Regions from separate parts of the Gasterosteus aculeatus genome. Here region 2 is linked to region 1. The links are chromatin contacts, called in public Hi-C maps. All regions are on one chromosome and are shown on one strand. Each heading gives the region's core, a stretch centred on a gene start, on an enhancer-like site or on the middle of the called end of the contact. The rest is flanking DNA. Distances are from core to core; before and after follow the strand shown. Region 1 has its middle 19 kb from the start of kdm4aa. Region 2 overlaps LOC120823689 (epidermal growth factor receptor substrate 15-like 1).

Region 1 (5,471 bases), core at 1,073-3,572:
CAGAATGGGGAGGCCACAGATCCCCGCAGAAGAATCCAACCTCAACCTTCGATAGAGGCAGTATCTTCAGGTTGGTGGTGGAAACCATAGGTGGAGATTTAGGTTGGAGATGTCTAGTAGCAACCTGCAGCTGGAGGCATAAACTGCAGGTTACTGTTAGAGGGGTTGTTGTGGCGTAGGGGTAGAGAGGGCTAAACGACCTGTAATGTAGAGGTTGATGGAGGTGGCAAGCAAAGGCTGTAGATGGGGATTTGGGTTATAGCTGTCTGCAGTCAACCTGCGGCTGAAGGCATCACCTGGATGTTGTTAAGTTACTGCTGTCTGCTATTAACCTGCAGATGGAGTAGGTAGAGGTTGTGGTAGCAGCTTTCTATCAGGAGCTGGAAGCAGATGGCAGTTTCTTCATCTTTAGGTGGAGGCGGGGGGTTTCATGTTGCTCAAGTTGGATTACACCGGTCTACCAGAATGTGCAGGTGGAGGCAGGGGCTACAAAATCTGGCAGAAGGCTGCAATCTGAGCTGTATGTGGAGGTGGTAGATGGAGATTTCAGTAGCAGTTGACTGCTATCAACTTGCAAGTGAAAGTGGCAAATGCAGGTTGCTGTAGGTGGTGGTTGCAGCTTTCTACCGCAATTTCCAGGTGGAGGCAGCAACTGAAGATTCTGGCTGGATGGAGGTTGACTGAGGTGGCACATGGAACAGTTTCTTGTTACATTACATTACAGGTCATTTAGCAGACGCTTTTATCCAAAGCGACTTACATTACACTTTAAACCCATGGCTTTTTCACATTTTTGCCCGGGGAGCAATTAGGGGTTAGGTGTCTTGCTCAGGGACACTTCGACATGGAACATGGGGCAGCCAGGACTCGAATCACCAACCTTGTGCTTCCCAGCACACCTTCTCTAACCCCTGCGCCACGACGACCCCCGTGTTGGAGGATTGTGACAAGATCTTTTAGTTGTATTATTTCTCTGCATCTGTGAGCGGATAAGACGCGCATCAATATCTCCTTTAAGGCAGAGTTTTGATCCGTGGACCGGCTCGCTGGAAGAGTTTGATAACAAGACATTAGTAGAGGCAATTAACCGTCAAACTGAATGGTGGAGAAGCCTTTCTGGACCGTCTGAGGCTTTGTTTTGGTTGAAATTATTTACTCTGGGAGTCACCGCACCTGAAAACATAGCAACCGTGGAACCCTTGATGTCCATTTTGTCACAAGCATTCTTCCAGCCACATCTCGCCTCTTTGATGGAACATTTCATCCTTTCAGCCTGCAAAAGGCCTGAGATCAAGTCCACATCTAACTATAAAGGATCGACAAGCTCCTTCATTACAGGAAGCGCAAACAAACATATTGAGTTTCAATGTTAGGTTAATATGACTTAAGGTTTTGTTGGAGTTAAATTGTAAGCAGTTCCGGGGCACAGCTATATCGTTTTGCATTGCTATTGTCTTCTTCTAAATAATATTCTCTTTTGTATGTTACACACACACCACTGGCCTTCACCAACATCGCCTAGTCTTTACAGATATACCAGTCTTAGCCTATCAGCATCACCAGGGTCTTCAGCCACCGCCACCAGCGAGTGGAGTCCATGGGGGGTATTGCTTACAGCGGTTCAGGGCAGACTCCCCTCGATCACAGATCTCCCAGTAGCCATTTAAGCGCCAAAATATCTCCATCAAGACTATCATCCCACGTCCTCAAGTATCTTTCCTTGATTTGTTTGTCTCTTACTATTAAAATTAAACAAATGTTTGTTCTTTCTTCTTGAGACGGAACATGCATGAGCTAGAGCAATATAATCCACATCTACCGACACAACTTCCTTTCCACTCAGGTGGTTCAGAGCACAAATGCATCTGGTGGTTTTATGTCACCGTCACCACACACACTACTGACACACCACTGGGGGGCCCACCCAGCCCACCGTCACCAGTCAGTGACCATGAAGGCTTCCAGCTTTACTCACTCTCAGTGATTAAAACAGTGATTACACAATGAAACATTATTGGATATTGGTTCTGTCTGTTGGAACAGTAAAGTCAGTTGGATAAGTGAAGAGCCATGTTGCGAATCTTATAATGGCCCAATTCGGCCGGCCCAGTGAGAAGGACAAGGAGGGTTTACATGTGTCAAGTTTAGGATCCCGTGCTCCATCTCTGGCTTCCAGGTAAGAAATAGAGTGTTTCTTACACCACTTAGTCAACACGGATGAGTTCATGAGGCTGAATTGAAATGTACAGAGCTCTCAGTTCCTCTGTTGTGCTGCAGGTGTCTCTCTTGTATTTGTGTGAATGTGCATGCGCCATGACAGATGATGCCATGGGGATGCACTGTTGTCAAAGGAATGGAGACAATGGTAGTGGGGCAATATAAACCGTCACTGTTACTCTGTTGTTCTAGAACATGTAATGAACCCTGATGGAAGCAAGACAATCCAGAAGAACAGTAATGATCAACTTTAATTAAATCAAAATTACATTAAATAACAGCTAGGCTCCCTGGTTGTCCTTTTATAAACCAGAAAGTTTCAGATTACTAGTCAATTTTGTTAGATCCATTGATGAGCTTTATCAGCTGTAGAGAGTCAACAGAATGAAGCGTAATGACATGAGATTACCAACTGCTGACCAGCTCTAAATAGCTGCTGCAGGTCCAGCGCTCTCTCTGCTCCAGGCCGTCTAAACAAAAAAACTCTTCCCCCCTGAATCAAAAGACGGAAGGATCTGCTGGGGAACAGACTGTGGGATGCAACACCACATCCTGAGCTTTCTGAGGGATCGAGTCCATTGTAAACTCTTGTCTCGGGTTGTGTCTGATGTTCCATAATGTCACTCTGCTACACAACTTCCTGAACGTATCCAAACAAATTCATATGCATTCACACCAATGCAAAAAAGTAGACCCAGCTGCCGTACAATCAAATATAGCGGACTGGTAAAACAAGACAGTTAAACCACACACAAGTATGTGACAAACCACAAGAACAACTAGCACCACGACCACTCAAACGTATTATCTCTCTGTAACATCAAAACAGCTTTTCCTGGTTTGGATGGTAAGTCCTCATGTAGCTTTTTTAGATAACAACAATCCAAAATAATATTTTGTACAATATCAGAGCTGAACCAAGCAGCAGAGATGACTCAGACGGGTTAAGTGAGAGTACAGCACATTTTTCAACAATATATAGTAACTTTAAATGTGCTCTACCAAAGGGAAGAGCGGGAAGTTAAAGGGACCAAGGCCTAATATCACTGTACCCTGTATCATGGATGGTCTCCGATCTTATAAGAACCATATAATAATAACTTCAACTCAAACATGCAAAAATAAGTGTTGTGTTTCTTATGCAACTGAACAGTACGTGTCCCCTGGCAGAACTAGAGTCGGGGGAAAAAATGATGATAAAGGCATTTTTTTCTACTGTTGATCGAAATGTGTGAGTGGTTTCCCATGTTGACGTCAGACAGAACATCAGTCTCTTAGGATCGGTAAATGAGCCCTCCCTCTAGATCTTCCAGAACTAAGTAGACCTTAAAAGAACTCAGGTCTTCCCCTCCACCTAATTTAGTACTGTTTTAACAAACCTGATGTGCAGAGATGACAAAGTGGAACCTGAAAAAATCAGGTTTTATCTGCTGCCCTGCTGTGAGGGGGGGTGACACCATTTGGTGAGCAGATTTCTCTGAGGGGAAAAAGATAGTAGCAATTGTCTTGCTGTTGGTTTGGCATAGGTTTAAAAATAAACTCCGGAGAATTGGTTGCTGAGAGTCGAACCACAAATCCTCACCAGCCCTGCAGTGGCTCATTGTGAAACCCAAACCAGGAGCAACGGCCTTCAATTAACCCCAGGCATTTTGATCTTAATGATGCCCCGGATCCACTTCCAGCCCGGGCCACAGTCACCTCACAGGCCCGACCTCAACTAATGGCACCTTGTAAAGACGGAGACGAGTGGGACGGGGTGGGACGGGGTGGGACGGGGTGGGACGGGGGGGGACTGCGGCTTTCTCAAAATAGCACCGGATCAATGGAGACATCATCCGAGGGGTGCTGCCGTTGGCTTCTGGTGAGGCCTGCTATTACCACGGGATCACTTGTGATGGGGAGCTGTAATGTGGCCCGAGGCGAGACCCCCAACAGTACCACACACTCGCTCTCATACACACAACACACAAGATGCCACAGGGACGCGGTGGCTGCTGAGTGAGGGGAGCACTTTTGCTGGCAGTTCTTATTAAAAGGACAAAATGGGTGGAAGCAGGGGGTCTTGCACTTGTGTGGGTGAGGGTGGGCGGAGCTTAAAGGGTTTAATGTTGTGCTATGGTGGAAAAATGAATGCTTTGTGTACGTGTGTTTAATATCTTATAGGAAATAAAGGAACCAGGCCTGAAGATACTGAAGCCCAAATGGTTTGATTATCTGCTGATAAGATGTTGTGACAGTAATATGCTCTCAGTGTATGAATGTGTGTGTGAATGGATCATCAGAAATGAGAGAGGTTACAGCACATTATTACGTTAGCACATTAATACCTAGTAAGTCCTAATTTACCACAACAGGCATTTCTCTTTGTTAATGCTGAGCTGAGACACACTGAGCTTTTTCTCCATCAAAAGCAAGCCTGGCTCATTCCAAAGTAAAAAGAAACACATAAACACCTCTAAAGTTCAGAGTTAACATATTGGTTGGCACTTGAAAAATCCAAACACAACCAGAAATGTGAAAAATGTTAGTGAGTTGGCAGATGCGGTCAGTGAGCACAGGTTTTGGTTTGGATCTCTGCAAAGGCCAGTGACTCTGTTTTAAAAGTGGAAGTAGTTCCAGTGAACTGTCACTCATTGGTTTGCAGACTTGCGTTTTAAAGATTAGCATTGTTACTGCCGCCAATTGATTTATGCAACCAGAGTGACTCAATGGACATCCTGCTGTATTGAAGACATCTTCAGACCATAAACTTAATTGAGTGATTTGGGTACAAACACATTGTAAGTACAATTTATTGATATTGTAATATCAGCACAAATCTATGACAATAAGGCATCACAGTAGGTTATTGCCTAGGATCCACCTGTTAAAGTCTGAATAAAAGCTTTCATTAATTTCCTCTGTTTTGGCAGGCAAACATAGAGATTCAGCTCAAAGACTGCTGTGTGATTGTGTCAGCCTTTCACAAGAAGCTATGTCACTGCAACGTGTGTAATCGCGCATTAGCGGACAGATTAGGAGCCACAAGTTGTAATGTGTTCCTGCAGTATTGCAAGAATCTCTCTCTCATATTAGGTCATCACAGGCTGCTAGCTTAATTCTGTCTTTACAAGTCTTCAGCTTCCACATGCCTTCTAGTATAATCCAATAATGTGTGTGTGTGTCTCTATATTGCCCAAGTTTTGTTCCCACATGTTTGTGAAGGAGAGGAGGACATCGTGTGCGTGTCTTTAGTTGTCACTCCTTCTCTCCAT
Region 2 (5,471 bases), core at 1,452-3,951, 160 kb after region 1:
CTCTTTGATGCCAGTGAACTCCCCTGACCCGACCGAACTCGAGCTGTCCTGGAGAGGGACGGAGACAAAGACAGGTTGGCAAAGTGACGGCTATTTTGGGGGAGAAGTGCAGTGGGATAAACAAACGGAGCCATGGTGTGAACCAGGCCGAAGGCAAAGAGGAGGAAGAGAAGAGGAGCAGCACAGAGGTCGTGTCAGTGAGCGGGACGGGGTCGTCACCAACATGTAGGGGGGAGGGGGGGGGGAGGATAAACTGCCGACTAAAGGAAAGATTCCGGATTTTGCTGTTCCAAGTATAGAATTCATTAGAAAACACAAAGGTTTTCATGAAGGTGGTTTCCAACAATGTTCCACTACTTTGTTTGAGCGCATATGTTGTGCTCTTGATCAAACAGAAACCGCTGCGATCTGAAAGAGATCTCGAATCTTCCCTTGATCGGTCGACAGGGAGAGACCATGTCACTGCACTGGAATGGAGAGGAAAGTCAAATGCTTTCCCGTAACTGTGACAGCATTCCGTTTACTACCCTGCAGGTCCATGTTACCTACCCACAACTTCAACATTATGGCCTGAGAGAGGAGGAAGAGGGCCGTTAGACACATCGACAGCAGCAAACAGGAGTTAACCCTACATATCTTCTATACAGGCTCCCCTTTGGGGTTATTCCCATTGTGTTCAACTACAAAGCAGAATCTAAATGGATATTTATTTGGATTTAATGTGAGGCAACTGCTCAAAAGTAAATATTGAAGAAATTCTTCCCATATTAAACTAATAAAAACTGCACTTAAATCCTATATACCGGTAGATTACTTTGAATTTAAGAATGAAACTAGAAAAACACCAAGCGGGCAAACACATTTACAACGCACAGTATATGGATTCACCGCTCCTCCAGCTTTACATTCACATTTTAAACCCCGCTGGTAGGTCTTTTGCATATCTGGAAATTGGTATAATTTCAAGATAATATGCCAAGAGCAGCAGAAGTGTGAGGAGGAGAAGGGACGTATGGACTCACCCTTCTCATCTCAGACAGAGCCGCCATCTCAGATCCCACTGGGGTCATGTATCCTGACAGAGTCTGCAGACATGGAGAAATGACCTCAGAGACAACAATGATGTGCATGTTGTATGTGACGTGTAGCTAAAGCCTAGTTTGTGGTTATGCGTTTTCAGAGAAACGCAGGGACACGAACACGCAAGAGCCCCTTGCGTGTGTGCGTCGACCAATTTTGTATTTTGTGGTTTGACGTTCGAGGGGTGCACAAGTTGTGGAGCAAAATATGGGACAAATATAATAAAAAAGGCGATAAAAAGCAGCAGTGGCGATGCACGGGGTGTGTGCACGGGACCCACAGGTACAGGAGTGCCTCTCTCTGAGGGGGGGATCATGTCGGCGGTCAGGGCCTGTGGGGGGTCGACGCCTTTGCTGACTTTCTGCTGGATGAGATACATGGCGAGGGCAAACTGCTCCCGGGTCAGCTTGCCGATCTGCCTGGTGTCTGCCAGAGCCCTGCAGGGGGGGGGGGGGGCACACACATGGGTCAACCCATTACACAAGCACAGCTGGACCAACAAAAAGGTCACCTCAAGAAAGCATTAGCAAGGAATCAAATAAAACAAACAAGTTTACCAAAACTCTTGCTTACTTTGAATAAATATATTATGATTTGGAAGCAAATCAAACCCAATTCACTTGCTTGCTTATTCATAGTCACCAAAGGCACATTTATTGGTCTGACGTCCTGCTGTATTTCCTCAATTTGCTCCCAGTAATCTGTTTCCTAAAAACATCTGTTAATGATCAGAACACCAGATCCACAGTTCTCCGGAGCTACAAAGACAGGCTGTACGCAAGAAAACAGCTGAAAGCACTGAAGATTTGAAGATTTTCACGTAGGACGGCCGGGCCTCGGTCATCTGAACCAGCGCAGCTGGTCAGCAGACACATTTGCACGAAGCACTTGGAAAGCCGATAGCTGTGCTCACGTAGTGCGACATGGTTCATAAACTGAGAGGGTGTTAGATTTGAACTTGGACCTGTTGAGGATTGAACATTTTAGCACAGGGGATTGATTTCCAACAGTAAATGGCTTTTCCTTTGTGAAGCATTTCTGACAGCCTTGATTCTAATGGTACCACTTTCCAAACTATCAATGGTTATTTATTTAATAGAGTTTAATGACCCATTTTGAGCAAACTGTCGGGTTGCCAGGTTGTGAAAACCCCCTTAACCGGCGAGAACACATGGCCACTTGCGTAACGGTCAGGAATGGAACATGGGTGAGCTTACCATATGTGGGCCAGGGCATTCTGAGACAGTCCAGAATGCATGAAGATATCCTTCACTTCATTCCCGCTGACAAAACCGTCCAGATCAGCGTCGGTCTTCAGGAAGATATCGTCATAGCGCCCGCGGTCCGACACTGGGACCACCCAGTTCAACGAATGCTGAGACAGAGACGGAGGGATGCATTTCTCTCTTGATAAAAGGTTAGTTCTACAGAGATCCGTTACCGGTCAGATGGTTCTTCACCGGAGATCGTTGTCACAGCTCAGAGTCATAAACCTCAGTGGTATTTCAATGTGTCAGATCAAAGGTTCAAAAACACATGAGTGCATGAGCGCAGTTTGTGTTTTTACTGATGTGGGCGTGTCAGTAATCACCTGTCCAGACTTGAGGGAGTGTTTGGGCGACAGGCTGCCGGTGCTGTTGAGGGAGTTCATGCTGCCGTGGGAGGGTGTGGAGCGTAGCGAGTCTTTCGGGGGTGGGGGGCTTGCAGGGAGCCCAGGCATTGAGCCGGCCACCGAGCCCAGACTCTTCTTCCTCTTAGATAGAGGGATGAGGGCAGAGGGCAGGAGCGCGGGGACGGGCTCCTTCTCCAGGGCCCGGTACACCAGGTGCATGGCCTGGGGAAGCGCACGCTGCCGTCAATGCACACTCACTGCTCCAGGTGTGAACACGTTGTATATTCTCAGGCCATGGGGAATCATAACGGGGGGACTAGGAAGAAGAAGGAGCTCACCACTGCGAACTCGTCCCTGTCCAGGTGGCCATCTTTATCAATGTCACTCAGGTCCCAAACCTGGCAGCAAGTAACACACACAAGGCCAGGCAGAGAAATGAAGAGGCGGGACAATCACAGATTGTCGGTGTCGTTACCACAAAACCGCTTCACCTGCAGGACACATCTCATTCTGGCTCGAATAGTTTGATCTTTAGTCGAGGAACCAACTAGCCTAATTCAAAACCTTAAAACAAAAGCTAGTCCACACCTTCCCGAGGATATCCAGGGGTAGCTTGGAGTTGATGAGCACTGGTTTCACCTTCTCCCCCGACAGCAGGCCATTGACTGGAGCCAAACTCTCAAAGATCCCATCAAATTTACTCTTCTCCTCGTGCTGCAAAGGAGAACACGCGGGAGTTGTGTAGAAAGACGGATTCAAACATCGTTAGACTGACTGAGCCGTTCTTTGGACCTGACGGAAGAGCTCAAGCGAACGCACACAATGATTGGTTTCCTCCACATTGAATACGAGGTACTATAATGGTTCAATTAAAAACAGTTCATGTGGCAAGCGGGACATTTTACAGTGTAAACAACAAACTTCAGAAAACGGTACACGTATTCGTACTTTAATTAATAATAAATATAATTTGTTGTAAAATGGTCTTTCGGACTCGCAAAAATAAACAGAGCTTAGGAAATGCAATTTAGTTCTCCTTTGTCTTCTATGAGTCAATGACTCTAATGACTGTGTGTGTGTGTGTGTGTGTGTGTGTGTGTGTGTGTCTCAACACACCCTAACAGCCCAGTGTAAATCGCCGGAGGCGGATGCTGTGCTGCTTAGAGATGGACTGCTGCTGTCCTTCTGAAATCAGAGGAACCATAAATAGGGAACATGAATATAGAACTATAGAAACTAAAACGTTAAATGGCTTTTAGCCGTCATGATAACATCATACTCACAAACTTGGGAGGAGGGATTGTGAGGTTGAGGCTGGACAGACTGACTTCCTGACCGCTCTGGGCACAAGCCACCAGCCGCAGAGCTACGTGAAAGCCCTGAGAGAGAAAACACAGCACAGGCCTTCAAGTCGCTCTGAGCCGCTGCTAAAAGGCATGACACATTAATACAGCTACTGAAGAAAATATATATATAATCTGAAGAGTTTCCTGTCTGCTGTTCCCTTGTTTCTATTTGAACATAATTCCAACTGGGGTTATTTTATAAGATCAACTTGATGAGATGATGTTGTCATCAAGTCCTTCTGCATAATTGCATCCAGTCGGTTTCTCTTCTCTTATAGAAGTACACAGAGTACATTTAAGACGTCCCTACCTGTTTGTCCAGATAGCCTTTGCCATCAGGATCGGCCAAATCCCAAATCTGAAAACACAAACACAGAGCATTAAAGACTGAATGAGACCTAACGAAGGGATCCTGTGTTTATTGAGTCTTACTTGCTAAGTAGGTTGAAAAATCATTGAGTGTTTTTCTATCAAACTGCCCCCTTTCGTTTCCCATTAAGTTAGTGAACTCAGGGGAGGTTTCATGAAGTGTGGAGGTGATGAAGCTACAGCTGCTTCGGACCCATCGGTTACGACGCCACCCAAGAGAACCCCATTTCGACTTGGGGAACATTCATCAGCAGTCAGAAAGCTTGAATAAATGAAGGTTGAGGAGGCGATCCGGACACTAACAAAACGCTGCATTTAGGTCAGGGGACAAAGGAGCATTCAGGACAGACTTGTCAACTGGCATCAAGGAGGAGAGGCTGGAGGAGGACCTCTACACCAACAACACTGACAACCACAGGAGCTTAGGTCTGTGGACTGTGGGAGGAGGACGGAGAACCTGGAGGGGCCCACACAGACGGGACGCAGAAGGCGGCCCTCTTTACGGGTCAGCAGGAGGAGAAGAAATTGGCCCATTGATCATCCAATACAGAGCAGTTTAAAGCAGACCGGCACACAGGCGAGGTGGAGATCCACAAACTGCTGTACGAAACAAGCGCACCTCTCGCGCTGTCTGTGACGTAATCATTAAGTAGAGAGATAAAAGCGTGGGACTTGAGCCACTAAGTTACCGACCTTCCCCAACGTGACGTCAGGGAGTCCGGACTTCTTTAGGAACAAGGCGGCTTCCGTCGGGCCCACCCTGCCGGTGTTCCCCGGGTCCACCTGGAAAAACGCACATGTTTGAGCTTATTAGAATGTTTTCATGCTTCCACGTCGCACCGAACAATAACAATAGAGAACGAACCTGTCTGTAATAGCTCTCATATACGGGGTTCCCACTCGACAGCTGTGGAGAGGAGAGAAAGTCATTGCGCTGTAAACCAAAACCTTCTCGAATAAACCGTGTGAATTGCACTGATTCAAACGTCTAGATGGCTGAACCTTACGTTGGAGTTCTTATTCAAATATGTATTTGACGCTAATGTCGGGTGTGCTGAAAGAAG

What was found. A called contact is a pair of places that touch in the nucleus more often than the background predicts.
Region 2: a contact with region 1 is called in a Hi-C map of skeletal muscle, with 2.7 times the contacts expected there. The contact joins two enhancer-like sites. A contact is called at or near these places in 2 of 6 Hi-C or Micro-C datasets (skeletal muscle and tail fin).

What each region holds. Positions count from the first base shown.
Region 1 is chr8:2,444,324-2,449,794 of fGasAcu3.hap1.1, forward strand. No RefSeq gene overlaps it. Among protein-coding and RNA genes, the nearest start is that of kdm4aa, 19 kb to the left of the region's middle. Within about 2 kb of position 2,323, at least 7 of the 9 cell types and tissues checked have open chromatin away from gene starts, as enhancers often do.
Region 2 is chr8:2,600,135-2,605,605 of fGasAcu3.hap1.1, forward strand. It overlaps LOC120823689 (epidermal growth factor receptor substrate 15-like 1), which reads right to left. Exons shown (of 26, transcript XM_078107994.1): 2 at 5,273-5,314; 3 at 5,101-5,190; 4 at 4,349-4,396; 5 at 3,976-4,071; 6 at 3,809-3,877; 7 at 3,281-3,406; 8 at 3,031-3,090; 9 at 2,672-2,914; 10 at 2,298-2,455; 11 at 1,361-1,517; 12 at 1,023-1,085; 13 at 1-48. Among protein-coding and RNA genes, the nearest start is that of LOC120823689, 3.5 kb to the right of the region's middle. Within about 2 kb of position 2,702, at least 1 of the 9 cell types and tissues checked has open chromatin away from gene starts, as enhancers often do.